Linked DNA regions of Hordeum vulgare: regions 1 and 3 are each linked to region 2. Evidence: chromatin contacts called from public Hi-C and HiChIP or PLAC-seq data. All regions are on one chromosome and are shown on one strand. The core of a region is the stretch at or near the end of the contact, and the rest is flanking DNA. Distances in the headings are between cores, read along the strand shown. Region 1 holds the start of LOC123401430 (rop guanine nucleotide exchange factor 14). Region 2 holds the start of LOC123406225 (dual specificity protein kinase YAK1 homolog). Region 3 holds the start of LOC123402163 (syntaxin-22-like).

Region 1 (4,903 bases), core at 15-2,514, 220 kb before region 2:
TGCATCACTTTGTTCACATTTTGTAGGACAAGATTGCTCAACATAGATACAAGGACATGGAAGCTTCGGAAGGCAAATTCTTCAAATTAGAGCATTGTTGTGAGCTGCTCCAAAAGTGCGAGAAGTGAAAATTGATCGACAAAGAATCCCCACCAAAGAGAGGCTCACTTATAAACATGGATGAAGATGAGGATGATGATGACCCAAGAAATTTGCACAAGCCCGATGGCGATAAGAAGACCGAGGGAGAAGATGAAGAGAGGACAAGAAGCAGCGAGCTTGAGGGAGAAGATTGATGCCATGGTGCAATCAAACAAGTTGATGTTGTTGAAGTCGTTGGAGATCAAGAAAGAGTTGACCGAGAAGAAGGCAAAAGAGAAGCAAGAAAAATGACAAATGCTCAAGGAAGAGGGGCTCCGCAAAGCTGCCATTGAGGAGAGAAAAGCACGCGCCTCTGAAAACAAATCGATGTCATTGTTGCTTGCCGAGGAGAACAAGAACATGTCAATGAACCGTAATGACATGGACGACCTCACCAAAACATGACATGATATGGCAAGGAGAGAGATTTTGAAGAGGAAAATGGTCGCCTCGGCCGGTCCGTGTTCCAGTTCCGATGATGTTTTCTCTGCTCCATATGGTGCCAATGTGGATGATTTCGGTGCGAGAGTTGGAACAAGCGACGGAGGTGGATTCGGTGGCGCCGATGAACTTCAATATGGACTCCATGGTGCGGAGTGAAGATCGACCCCCAAGATGATGCCGGACATGGGCGCAAACCTTTGCAATGCCCTCTTTTGTGTAATGAACTTCGCTTTCATTTGCGTCCAAACTGTTTATGTCGTTTGAATTTGAACTTGTTTGTCAAACCTTATATCAAATGCGAATTTTACAGTTTTTCTGTTTGCGGGTCGTCTCGGTGGAGCCGAGCAGAACCCGCAGAAACCGATACGTAAAAAAACATATTTCGCAAATATTTTTTTTTACGAATCCGTTTAAAGGATCTGCATTCATGTGAGCCCGCACCGACCGGCAAAAAAGATTTTGCACGAACTATAAACGCATTTTACGGACCGGCGGGATGCGGGGTTTGCTAGCTTTGTTCTAAGGGGAGTGCCGGGTCGGCCCGTTTCCATCCCGAGTTAGCGGTGGTACGGAGCAAATCCCAGGAGGAGGGAGGCCGTTGAGTTGATGGTGTGGTCGCGGGAGTAGTATATTTGATCCGGCACCTGCACGCTCACATGCCATGCCTGGCTTCCTGGTTTCGCTCCGCTTTCTGTTCTTTTCTCCCTTCTTGCCGCATTTATTATCTCTCTATCGCAAACACATCTCCATAGTCAGACACACACACACACGCACAGAGTACCACCACCACCACTACCCCAGCCCCCCTTCACACACAGAGACACACTCCGTCCCTCCCCTTCTTCCTCCGTCTCTTCACGCTCGAGGCCGGCGTGCCCGCCCTCCGCTCGGACCACCAGCACACTGGTAAGCTCGTGCCCAGTCAGGCAGCTAGTCTTATTTCCATTCGCTCATGGTTTCCTTCTCGATCGAGGCCCTCTTCCTCACCACGACTCGCCCCTCGTTTCCCCGGCCGCAGATCCATGCCGGAGCGCTCGGGCCGCTGACTTCTTGGCTCCCGACGCAGCCGCAAAGGTACCGCCGCTCCCCTCCCCTCTACATTTCGCAACAACTTGGCCCCTTTGAAATGCCGGCGCGACTCGAGCTCCAACCCTCCCCCCTCGAACCTTATTCCTGCTCCGTTCTATCTCCATCTCCATCGCCATGAAAAAAGCTGTCACCACGGCACCGTTCTCGCGAGACGAGAGGCCGTCGTCAGGTCGTCATCAGCCCGCTGCTCCGCGGCGCGGCACCAACGCCGGGGAGGAAAAGCCGCGAGCCAACAAACCCCGGGGCCTTTTCAGTTTTCACCTCACCTCTTTTCACCACCTCGCCCCCACACATCTTTTTTTCCTCAGGTCGTCGTCGCTTTCCGTCCCACAGTCGTCGTCCCGCACTAAAAGCTAGCGTAGCATAGCGAAGCTCAGCTCACAACAGAAAGCCTAGTACCACAGCCCATGTCCTCGTGAATCCCGTTTCTTTCCCATCCACCGTCCCAGTTCAAAATTCAAAGTTCAAAGTCCCGACGCCCCTCCGCACCACCACCACCGCCCGCACGGCCGCCAGGCCTCGACCGGCGAGCCCTCCCCCTGACGCGTCACCACCAGCCGTATCCATCGCCCTCCGTTTCCGTTGTGCGCCCATTAATCCCCGTCCGGACAGGAAAGATGCACCACGGATTTGCATCAGCCCGACGCCTCCGATTAGTAAACCAGTAAATGCACGCGCAATATCGCGCCGTCAATGCTTCCCATTCCCGCATATCCTCGCTGCTAGATTTGCTCCTCCGCCAGGCGAGCATAGCATAGTAGTAATTCTTTCTTTCTTTCTTTTTCGCTTTTGCCTTTGCGCACTGCTGCTGATGCGTCAATCATTATCCAGTAGCAGCATCTGAAAAGGCGCGATCGTTCGTGAGAGGGAGGTGGCGCGTCGCGGTAAACAAATTAAAGGGAGGGAGGGGCGAGGGGATTAAAATCTGCGGCCGTACTGACGGGAGCCCGCCTCCTTCTTCTCTTGCTGTTCGCCGGTCGCCTCGCCTCCAATCGCCGCCGCGTACGGCTCCCCGCGTTTTATTGCATGCAGCAGCGCATTTACTAGTTGGTTTTGAGATTGGTATTCGTCCGGCTCTGCTGCCCGTTGTGACGTCGTCTCTCTGGGGTTTCAGGTTCGGGTTCCACTGATTGTGCGGGTGGCGGGCGCCTGTCGGGGAGGAGGAAGATGAGGATGAAGACGCTGGCGTGCTGCCGGCGGCGGCCGCAGGATTTCAGCGTCGACATGGACCAAGAGCCGGAAAGTAAGCACATACCCCTATCCCTCCCTCTTCCTTCCTTCCTTCCTTCCCGGGAGACGGGAGTGTAGTACCATTTTTTGTTCAAGTTTTGATCTGTTCATGTGGTGTTCTTTCTTGGTCCTGTATTGGCGCCCCATTGTCCCTTTGAGGCAGTTTATTATGTCCGTTCGTATCTTGGTTACCATATTAACCTCATCAAGTGCATGAGTATAGTTGCTAGCTGTTGGATGCCCTGCCGTGTCTGCAAACCGCGGGCGCCCTGCCGTGCTGCATCAGGAGGTCCCAAATCCGACATTCAGAAATTAGGAGCTGTTATTTAACAGCCCTTTCACCTGCTCAAATCAAAGCCGCCGGGGACGCCTGGTAGAGAGGAGATGATCAGCGATAACTCCGAGCGGTACCTTCATTCGGAACGGAGAGGCCACGCCCTGCGCCAGCCGCCAGCCACTGCTCACCGCGTCCACCTGCCCTGCGCGCGTGCTTTCTCATCAGAGGGACGCTGCCACACCCTGCAGTGCGACGTGGGAGTAAATGGGGGATCACCGGCCACGAGAGACACGGCAACTGGAGACGGCAGCAGCAGTAGTAGTACTAGTTTATGATCTTCTCCCCTGGCAACGGCATTCATCGTCCCCTGGCAATGCAACGCTGGTACTCCAACTCAGGTTACAGTATGGTTGCCATTAATCACCGACGTTTCCGTTCGGGCTGCCTGCCGCCGGCTACCATCGACAGCGCCGGCCTACTTCGAACCCGTGAAGATTTCTCTTTTCTCCGGCTACTTTTTGGTCCCTTTTCGGCGTCCTCCTGTATATTTTTCTCTAGCTTCCGGTAGAGGTAGAGTTGTTTATACAGTACTCACTATAACAAGAGGGGAGTGGAGCGGAGCTGGGCTCTGTGTGTGGGCCCCGGCCGTTCCCAGCAACGCCAAGTGCGGCGTCTCTGTGCGTCCATTGACTTTGGGGGCAAAAAAAGGGCTAACGTGGTGGCACGCACGCTGCTTTTGAGATGCAGCAGGGCAGGTAGAGGGAGGAGCACAGGGCCTACGGCGACTTGGCTGGTACCACAATGCGTAACGGCAGGATAACTTGTCGATGAGCATGTGGGGAGCATATGCAGGCTCTGTGTACACCTCGTGACAATCTTTCTACCACGGTTTGCGGGGCCGTAGGTCACTGGATGAAGTCAAGTGTCCATAATAGTTTCTGGATAATAGGCAATCTAGCTACACTTTTGCTTCGGTACAACCCCCCTCCCCCACAAAACATATAAAGGAAAATGTATATCCACCTCTTATTGTACACTATAGGCCGCCGTACGTATATCCACCTCATATAGTATACGTATGACGGCCTATAGTGTACAATACGAGGTGGGTATACATTCTCCTTTATACGTTTTGTGAGGGAGGGGGTTGTACCGAAGCAAAAGTGTAGCTAATAAGGTGCATATATGCTCATGCATAAGTTCAACGATCCAAAGAATGTCATAGCAGTTGTATATCCTGTTTTCATATATCCTGAGCTCAGGTGCCATTTTGCCGTGGCATCTGACCAAACAATTTTAGGCTGCCTTCTTAATCTATTTTGTTGTGCTGTTTTATGTTGGTGCAAATAAATTGAAAAATATCCATTGGTGCAGAGGTGACGACATACAATGGCCTCGAGAGCTGCATTTTCAATAGTTCCTCATATGACGAGGAGAGTGGTGTTAGCGCAACGACAGGGGCGGATGGCTGTGTCACCGCTGACTCCCTTGAAGATGAAGTTTCAAGTTGCTCCTCCAGCAAAGATGTTGATGGTTCTTCCTTCTCTTCCCAATGCCTTCCATTGAGCAAGCAGGAGGAGCATTCGCTTTATGAGTTGGATACACTCGATGCTATCCATCTACTCCCTGTCAAAGGGAAGAATCCGATCACATATACGCTGAGTGCTGCTGATATTGAAACCATGAAGGAGAAGTTTGCAAAGCTACTGCTTGGCGATGACG
Region 2 (4,803 bases), core at 1,749-4,248:
GGTCCCACGTGAGCGATGTCCGGCGCCCCTGGTCACCCAGGGTTTAGCGATACCGACGTCTAGCTCATCTGTCGTGTCCTGAGAACGAGATACGCGGCTCCGGTAGTTATCGGGATCGTCGACACGTCGGGCGGCCTTGCTGGATTAGTTTTACCTTTGACGAGATAACTTGTGCATCGGGATTCCGGTGATGCTTTGGGTAATCTCAGAGTTGAGGTTTTCCACTAAGGAGTTTGACGAGATCGCGAGTGTCGTGATCGATGATTTCTATGCGGCTTGTGGTAATTTGTGATGGACTAGTTTGAGCACCCCTGCAGGGTTAAATCTTTTCGGAAAGCGGTGCCCACGGTTATGTGGCAACGTGGAAACTTTGTTTAACACTGGTTCTAGATAACTTGAAGTTAACTTAATTAAAATATGCCAACTGAGTGCGTAACCGTGACTGTCTCTTTCGTGAGTTCCTTCTCCGATCGAGGACACGGTGGGGTTATGTCTAATGTAAGTAGGTGTTCTGGATCATTCGTTTGATCATCAGTAGTTCACGTCCGCTATGCGTAGATCATCCCCCTCTTTATTCTTGTACTCGTAAGTTAGCCACCTCAAACAAATGCTTATTCGCTTGCTGCAGCCTCACCACTTAACCTTGCCCCACATATTAAGCTTTGCTAGTCTTGATACCTTTGGAAATGACATTGCTGAGTCCCGTGTGGCTCACAGATTACTACACCATTAGTTGCAGGTACAGGTAAAGGTTACTTGACGCGAGCGCGTTGATTTTTCATTTGGAGTTGCTTCTTCTTCTTCTTCTTCTTCATCGATCTAGGATGGGTTCTAGGCCGGCAGCCTGGGATAGCAAGGATGGACGTCGTTCTTCTTTTCTCGTTTGTTTTCATCCGTAGTCGGACCCTGCTCTTCTTCATGATGTTTATGTATTGTACTGATGTGATTCTGATGTAGCTTGTGGCGAGTGTAAGCCAATTCCATATATCTCATCTTTTCAGTACATGTATTTGTAACGATATCCATTCTTGTGAAATGACGAGATGCGCTTCTATCCCTGACGAGGCCCTCGTGCCAAATTGCGGATAGGGTCGCATCTTGGGCGTTACAGGCACACATAGTAAACGGTGCGCCACAAAATAGTGTGTGCGGTGTTAGTGTGCTCTCACACGAGTTATAAGGATGGGCCGTATGAGAAGTATGCCATATCTCAAACGGTTGACCGGTAACTCTCGTTTGCGATAGATGCGGACATCCCATACGCTTAGGTTTGCCAAACATTTGCGTTCATTAGTTATAATCGCCGACGGGTTTTCCGTGTCGTGTGAGATGGACCCCCTTATCACCCACACACGCTAGGCATCGGTTTAAAACCATGTCGTGAAAAGAGATTAAAAATCGTTTATATAGCACGTTGTTGCACCAGTGAATGTGTTGTCGCACCATTCCTTTTGTCTCGCAATATATATTACCGATTCAAGAAGAGTACTTGTCATCCTTGTTGTGTAGCTCGACCTAGCGGCGATCCTAGAAGCACACAAAGAATGGAGCTAAGTTGGGCCTAGGGGTGTTGAACTGTCCATAGTTCTCTAGTATGGCCCAAATAATGCATATGTGTGAGCGTCTTTGAGTGATTACACCAGGGCCACCGACCTCCTATGATTGGGCCTAGACCCTCCCTAGCACGATCTTAGGGATGCAACCATATCTTTGTATGCTTTCGGTCAAGCCGTTGATCCTTATATCTCTTGCATCTTCACGTTGTTGACCTTTTCTTTATCATGAACGATGTTGCAAAGTTCAACTCTAGATCAGATGTGATGACGTAGATACATATCATGAAGCATAGTCATCGATGTACATGGGATTTTTGATAATATCACTCGATATCATATATCTTGCAACGTTTTAGTATAACCTGGCAATCTTCTAATTTCGGACGCCAACTCGTCACTTACCTGTTTATGATGCAGGTGGCAAGGGGAACTCAACTATAGGCGTCACCGTGGATGACGTGAGTGTGATTCAAATCTTAGTCACTAATGAAGGTGGTCACTTTCCATCTATCTATTCATCATGAAGACTCCAACATTACATGTACTGCAACATATCCTTTTTTGTCTATCCATCTATCTGGAAGAATTGACCATTAAACTTTCAGTAACACTTTCGGAAATTACTTCTCCTCTAACCATCTATCTTGAAGATACAACCATTACATATGTTGTAATAGGCGTGGAAATTCCTTCTCATCTATCCAACTATCTTAAAGAATCGGTCATTACACATCTTGTAACGCATCCGAAAATCCCTTCTCATCTATCCATGTATCTTGAAAATCGACCATTATACATCTTGTAACACATCCCAAAATTACTTCTTACTTATCCATCTATCTTAATGACTCAATCATTACACATCTTGTAACCCATCCGGTAATTAATTCTCGTCTATCCATCAATCTCGAAGATTCAGCCATTACAGGTCTTGTAAGCATCCGGAAATCCCTCTTCGCTTATCCATCCATCTTGAAAAAACGTATCCGGAAATTACTTCTCGTCTATCCATTTATCGTGATGGCTCGATCATTACACATCTTTAGAAAATGCGCCGGTCCAACATACGCGTTTCCCGATCTTTCGCCATTCATTGCTCGCCAGTTACTTGTGTGCGTGAGCGGCAGCCCACAGACACCGAGTCATACGAGATATATACAAATATCTTTTTGTGCACCCCTTTCGGCGGAAAATAAATAGAACATATATTATTTCCCGGCCGTTTAGAGCCGCACGATGGGCAGATCGGACGGCCACGATCGCACCAGCATGGCGAAGTTGCGCCGCCTAGCACGCGATGACAGCGGTGCTTAGAGCGGCGACGTTGATAATTGCAGGCAGGCCGTTGCCCCTGGGGACGCGTTACAACTCCACTTCTTAACCGCAGTAATTAAAATCCAGTCGCGTATAAATATTAGCTGGAAAGAAGGCGAGCGGAAAAAAAACCCACAGAGGGGGAGGAGGTGACGGAGACGAGGAAGGAAAGGAAGAAAAGAGACGAAAGAGGGAGGAGGAGGGGATTGGGACTCGCCGCCACGCTCCAAATTCCCCACTGCTCCACCGCCTCCACTTCCCCGCCGCCGCCGCCACGAGTGCGGCGGGTACGAGCATCCCGTCGCCCCCTTCCCAAAACCCTACCCGCCCAATTCGGTCCGGCTCCGAGCTGTTGGCCCCGCCAGGGGGAGTCCCAAGCGGTGAGAGGAGGCGGCGGAGGGCCGGGGAGATCGGATCGGCGGGGGCGCGGGCCGGAGTAGCATTGGGCGATGGCCGCTTCATAGGATGCAGCTTTACTCCGCCGGCGGCCGCTTAGTCTGCTGCTGCTGCCGCTTCTGCTTCGGAGTGCGTTGCCGTGATCCCAACAGGAGCCTGGGCTGGTGCGGATTGGGCTGACTTCTTTCTGTTGCTGTTGTTGTTGGGCACTTGATCTCCGCGGGCGCTGTTGGGAGGTGGTTGCTTGAGGCGAATGGAGGGGACTGGGAGGGAGAGGAAGGCGGCGGGGCCGCCGTGGGCGCCGTCCAAGTTCACGGTGTTCCGGTCCTACGCTGCTGCGGTGGTGGGCGACCGGGCGGAGGCGCCGTACGCCCGGGGCAATGGGGTTGCCGCCCGTTCAAGCAATCTACGCGCCGTCAGGAAGAGGCCTGTACGTTTCCTACACCTTCCCCTCCCACGGGGCTAACAAAAGATGCTTGCTTGCTTGCTGTCCCTTTTGGAGCTATTCTCGTGCTCACCGTGCTGAATTTGAATTGTCAATTGGATTTAGCGATTCACAGTGGTCGTCGTAGCTGGAAATTAATTAGGATGAAACGCTGGTACGAAACCGTTACAGCTTAAGAAATCAATACATCTTAAACTTCGGTGACTTGAACTACTCGAATCAGAACCGTTCCTGCTGCTTGGACGCACGGTTCAGGCAACTATAGTTTGACCAGCTGGAGCAGTGTGGTCCGCTCAAATTGTATTTTGATTAATCAGAGGCAAACTTCATTTCTGACTGTTATTAGCATTACCAGTCATTAATCACACCTATTTTGTCTGCAAAGATCATTCACAGTGTTTAATTTCATATACAATACATGCTTCGTGTTGCTTGACTTGCTATTCCAATCCATCATTACTGTAAAAGAGATTCCAAGTATAAATGATTCGGAGATATTACGCAAGCGCACAACTAAAAGTGTGTCAGGATCCTAGTTGATATCTTAAAAAAAAAAATGGATCATTGGACAATGCAAACCTGCCTATACCATCCAACGAATAGTGCAATGCTATAAGAACATCCTTTAACACTGTTGCCGCTCTCAATTAGTGTGTTATAGGATGAAAAGATGGCGGTGCATTTATAATTCAGTTTGTTACCATTGTTCATATGCACCACATGCCCATACACCTCTGATATACCACTCTGAATCAACTGTTTTCCTGCAGATTGTCGCAAGATTGACCAGGGGCATCGTCCAAACTTTTGAAAAATGCAATCCTGAGTTTAATTTCTCAGATTCACTAAATCCCAAGTACTTCCTCACCAATCCTGCAGTTCCTGTTCACAATGATGGGCATGATAATGCAAATTATGATCTCATCTTGTATGTCAATTTGGAATTGGTTAATAAGAAGTCAGACCGGAGGTTAGTTTAGTTATTTTCCAATGTACCAGCTTTCACATTCTTGTTTCTTGTTGGTTACTTGCAGCATTTTTAGCCGCAACAAGTTGATTTTTGTAAGTTAGAAATATCTATGAATACTTGGA
Region 3 (4,794 bases), core at 986-3,485, 250 kb before region 2:
TGGCATATTCTATGGGCTGGATGATAGAAGAAAATTTTGGGGAAGCACTCAAGAGGAGTATGACAATTGAGGCTGGTATTATCTTTTGTGTGGAGAAGATGGAGAAAAGAAAGATTTTGCATAATAAAGCAAATACGGTTTCTGGTCGTCCGTCGTGGCATTTTTGTGAAAACACCCTTTCGTTTCTTCTAAATCAACCCGCGGTCCTTTGCAGTCCTTTATTAAGTTGAAAAAAGTTTCACTTTTAAAGAATCACCCCTCCCTCCATGATGGGCTCGAGCACGGCGTACTCGCGGGAGCTTCGGGCGCAGGTCGTCGGCGGCTGGTGCCGGCGGTGTCGAGGCAGAAGGAAGTCGGTGCTCCGCCGCCCCTCCTCCTCCTCTTCCCTCCCTCTCCTCCCCTCCTCCTCCCGGCCGCCCCTCCTCCTCCTCCTCCCTTGGCTGATGCGAGAATGGGCCTGCGCGCTGCCCCTCCCCCTCCTCCACTCGCCGAGGATAGTGCGGTGGCTTCACTCCGGCCGCCCCTCCTCCTTACCTCCCTGATGCGAGAATGGATCAGGGAAAGTGCATCACCAACGCGGATGAACCAGTCATGGCTATGGCGCTGGGCAGACACAGGTACAGGCCACCCTCGGGGAAGAGGAACATAGCCTCGTGGGAGGTTAGATACATGGAGGTGAGCGGGAGATCCAGAGGGAGTTAGTGTGAAGGGAATGAGTTGCAGGGGTCAGCCGGCGATGGCAACGTTCGCCGGACAGGAGGCGAGGGTGCAGGCGTCTGGCTCGAGGGGGAGGTGCAGGAGGCGACATACAAGCGTCGGAGTTGTTGCAGTGCGGCTGGCTATGTATGGGCTCCTAGCTGGCGGCGAGCCTGCGCGTGCGAGTGCTGGCTGGGCCTGTGGCGGAGGCGCGGGAGGAGGTCTGGTGGTGCTGGTCGATTGTCGATGGCGTACAAGGATGGTGGATGGAGAAGTGCCACTGTGTGGTCGGTGGAGAAGATAAGAATTGAGCGGTGGAAAAATAATTCTTGATGGGATTGAGTGCAACATGTTGCACTGTTTTCTCTGCTGCTAGATGTCTTTTTTTTGTAGAGCTAGATGTCGATCTCTGCTAGCATACACTCAATGTTTAAGCCTACAATATTTTAATCTTAATTATGAATACATTAATAGTTATAGTACTTAAAAGATGTGTGCCTCAAATATTAGAAAGATTTGTTTAAAAAATATTGAAAAGAAATACTATTTATTTATGGAAAATATATTTGGGGCTCACCTCTCGACTAACTAATCATCAATATATTCCTCGAGTCTGGATGTTTTCATGCCGCTGATGAGAGAAAGGATGAAGCGTTGAGAAAATACGACAACAATGCATCATGCTTGAAATGGGTCTCGAGGAGTGGTTGCTTCATATTTTGCCGTGCATGCTAGCTAGGGAGAGAGAGAGAAGCATGTGGTCATGCCTACGCCGACCATGTCCTCGGTCCTTTCGTGCACCACCTCCATTCCCGTGGCTACTCGCCTTCGTCATATCATCTCACCCGCAACTTCACATGTCCTAATCCTTATCATGTTCGACCTCTAATGATAGTGTCAAGGGAAGTAGCCGTGTTAGTGTAGTTGGTGTGCTCCTACTGCTGGCGGTAGTACAACAACAAAAAAGTATCAAGCATTGTAAATTCATTACTCTCTAATGGGCCATTTTATCTTTGAAGTGGTCAAGTAATAAATACAAATTCATGATAAGACGAGGAAGAATATAACAGATTGAGAAATAAAACTCACTATTTCACCATGATAGATAAACTGTCGAATATCATGTAAACCCTGAATTTTTTTCATACATATCGCAACGCACGGGTTCTTTTGCTAAAACGTTAACTTTTATTGAAAAGATAATGAAATTCCCACGTTTAATCATGTTATCAATGTTTATTAAAATGGATATTAAAAACTGATGTACAATGAGACATGAAGTAGGTTATGTCTATTTTTTCGCCCGATCGCACGTGCATTTGTACTAGTAGAATATGAAGGAAGGCGGTTCTGAAAAAATAAATAATCCAACCGTGACGATAATTCCCGATGGCGATCGACTTTCGGCGTTCCGGCCGACCAGCTGGTCCTCCGGCCCCCCGCTGGACTAACCCAACTCACCCAAAGCGGTGCGAGTGCGACCGCCGGGTGTGCGGTTCGGTTGACGCCAAGCACTCCTCCCAAATCCCGGGCGTGGATCGAGCCCGCGACGCCTGTTCTGTTCGTGCCACCTCGTGCTGTCCTATCACCCCTCTCTCATCAATCAATTCGATCGCAACAACAGCCAATCCATGGAATAATAAAGAAACCGGGGCACCTCACTGCGTGCGTGGCCGGTGGCGACGGACGGCGACCCCTGCCCTTACCTACGCTCCGGCGAGTCCGGTCGACCGCCTCCGCCACCTTTCGCCGCGCGGCGTGACCGAGCGTACGGGCTCGACGGCGCGGGAGGGCGGGAGGGATCGGCGATGAGCTTCGCGGATCTGGAGTCCGGGGCGCTGCAGGCGCCCAGGAGGGGGAGGGGCGCCGACGCCACGCGCGCGCTCGTCTTCCAGATCACCACCGCGGTGTCCTCCTACCGCCGCCTCCTCAACTCGCTCGGCACGCCCAAGGACACGCCCACCCTCCGCGATCAGCTGTCCGTCCTCAACCCCCTCCCCCTCTCGTCTCGCTGAACTAATCTCATCATGTGCTAGTTATTTGAAGCAATTTTGCCCATTTCAAGTTAGGAGCACATGGCTTGTGCTCTAATTGGTACTAGGATCGAGGGGGGCTAATGCCTTCACGGCATGCTGGTGTCACTTTCTGAATTACTTTGCGCTACAACGATTTCCTCAGGCAGAAGACTAGTCATAAAGTCCTGCAGTTGGCCAAGGATGCGAAGGAGAAGCTGACAAGTACTGCGGAAGCAGACAAGAGCACTGGAACTAGTGTCAGTAATAATTCAACACCTTCCTACGATACAAATTGTATCCCCTTCTTTTAGATCAATAGCAATATTTCTGCCAGGATGAGGCAGTTTAAGCTCGGTTAAGATGAGTGTCAGCTGTTTGTCATGATGCTCATGAATTTGGGTGTCACCTACAGGCAGACAAGCGGGTAGCTGACATGAAGCTTGCCAAAGATTTTGCTGCGACGATGGAGGAATTCAGGAAACTTCAGAATCTTGCAATTCAGAGGGAGATGGCATATAAGCCGGTTGTTACCCAGAGTGCTCAGCCAAGGTATTAATGCTTGTCCACTCTAATATCAATTCATCCACAAGTTTTATCTCATGTGTTTCATTACACTTGAACACCCACATTTATATGTTAAATGAGTTGCACAGTTCAGAATCTTAAATTAATTGGAATTACCACAGTTGTCATCCATTCTTTGGAGGCTATAGTGATCTAAACGATCTTTATATTTCTGTACAGAGGGAGTACATTTTACACATACTCAGACACTCTGGGACTATGGTGACACAAGTGTTTAAACAACTGATAATATACAACCTTACCCTTTAATCCTGCAAGGAGACTAGTTCGAACCCAAGACCTCCAGGCCACAAGTGGAGAGACTATACCGCTGTGCCAGCCCGCCCTCCCATCATTATATCGTTCCTCTTCAATTATATTTATCATAAAAGCTTTTCTCTTAAACTTTATTTCCAAGTGCTATAATAGCCAATCCACTAAGTATATCTTGTGTCATCGTAGAACATAAGTATGTACTCAAAATTTTAATTTTATATATGTTTTGGAGAAATTATAAAGAAATTAGTCAAAGGGAATACTGCTATGAAGAAAATTGAAGTTGTGGTTAATTTCACATGGATGCTGCTTGCTACACATGTGATTGAAAGAGGAAGACCATGGTGCGCTGCAATTAGAAGAGAAAGAGAAATGTGCAACTGAGATTGGACGAGATGAAAAGGGAGAGGCTTGCATGCGGTGGTCAGATACCCAGTAGTAAAGCTCATGTATTTATTGCATAATCTTAAATTCATGACTATTCTCATAATTATTTCTAATAAGTATAATGCATAGAAACAAATTGGGGGCCCTAGATATTTGGGGGCTCTGTGCAGGCACACATCTCGCACAGGCTCCCTTTACTGATCTGTCACATTCAGATATTAGTGGGGTGCATCTAATTCTAACCAGTCGCTAGTATTTACGTACTTTGTCCCGTTAATGGAGAGAAGGGGAAGACTAAATTTGGAATAATTGGATCATTTCGATGATGTTTTGTCTGTGAATCATTCTGACCATATTGTACCACTCTAGAAAACTATAACTTGATTGTGGCAATTTTCATGGGAAATCATGCCTGATACTACACCCTTAGCAGGGATGCTGTCTGGCTTATATTGACATTTTTTTCTCTGACTGATGGATTTAGTTTCGTATGCATAATCAAACATTTATTGTTCATTCTTGACTTCCGGATTTAAGTAGAGCAACTCCTCTCCCTTTTGGTATATACAGAAAATGCTCGTTTAACTAGTATAAGATAGTCTTTTCCTGTTCTCTGTAATTACCCTACTTTTTGCTTGCAATTTTGACGACGGCTTCTGCTAGTGATGCTGTTTTTCTGGCAACATAAGCTTTCTATTGTGCAGATTTGACTTGTTTAATATCCCTTACTGTTGTTGTGACCGCTGTGATACAGCTATACTACAAATGATGGAAGATCTGATTCTGATAAAATGCCTGAACAGCGAGCATTGCTTGCAGAACCAAACAGGTCAGTGTTCTCGTTGTCCTTTTTTGC

The links. Hi-C and Micro-C count contacts between places; a contact is called where the count stands out from the background. HiChIP or PLAC-seq counts read pairs in DNA pulled down with a chosen protein or histone mark.
Region 1: a contact with region 2 is called in a Hi-C map of leaf, with 7 times the contacts expected there. The contact joins the promoter of LOC123401430 here to the promoter of LOC123406225 in region 2. A contact is called at or near these places in 2 of 6 Hi-C or Micro-C datasets (leaf and seedling) and 1 of 1 datasets of contacts at active chromatin or transcription factors (embryo).
Region 3: an H3K4me3 HiChIP or PLAC-seq map of embryo shows a contact between it and region 2, with 5 times the contacts expected there. The contact joins the promoter of LOC123402163 here to the promoter of LOC123406225 in region 2. A contact is called at or near these places in 1 of 6 Hi-C or Micro-C datasets (leaf) and 1 of 1 datasets of contacts at active chromatin or transcription factors (embryo).

What each region holds. Positions count from the first base shown.
Region 1 is chr6H:461,915,675-461,920,577 of MorexV3_pseudomolecules_assembly, reverse strand. LOC123401430 (rop guanine nucleotide exchange factor 14) reads left to right here and starts at 1,264. Exons shown (of 8, transcript XM_045095240.1): 1 at 1,264-1,491; 2 at 2,789-2,917; 3 at 4,556-4,903. The coding sequence starts at 2,842.
Region 2 is chr6H:461,693,997-461,698,799 of MorexV3_pseudomolecules_assembly, reverse strand. It overlaps LOC123406225 (dual specificity protein kinase YAK1 homolog), which reads left to right and starts at 2,998. Exons shown (of 18, transcript XM_045099712.1): 1 at 2,998-3,696; 2 at 4,482-4,681. The coding sequence starts at 3,520.
Region 3 is chr6H:461,940,883-461,945,676 of MorexV3_pseudomolecules_assembly, reverse strand. LOC123402163 (syntaxin-22-like) reads left to right here and starts at 2,235. Exons shown (of 7, transcript XM_045096042.1): 1 at 2,235-2,674; 2 at 2,875-2,968; 3 at 3,124-3,260; 4 at 4,693-4,767. The coding sequence starts at 2,505.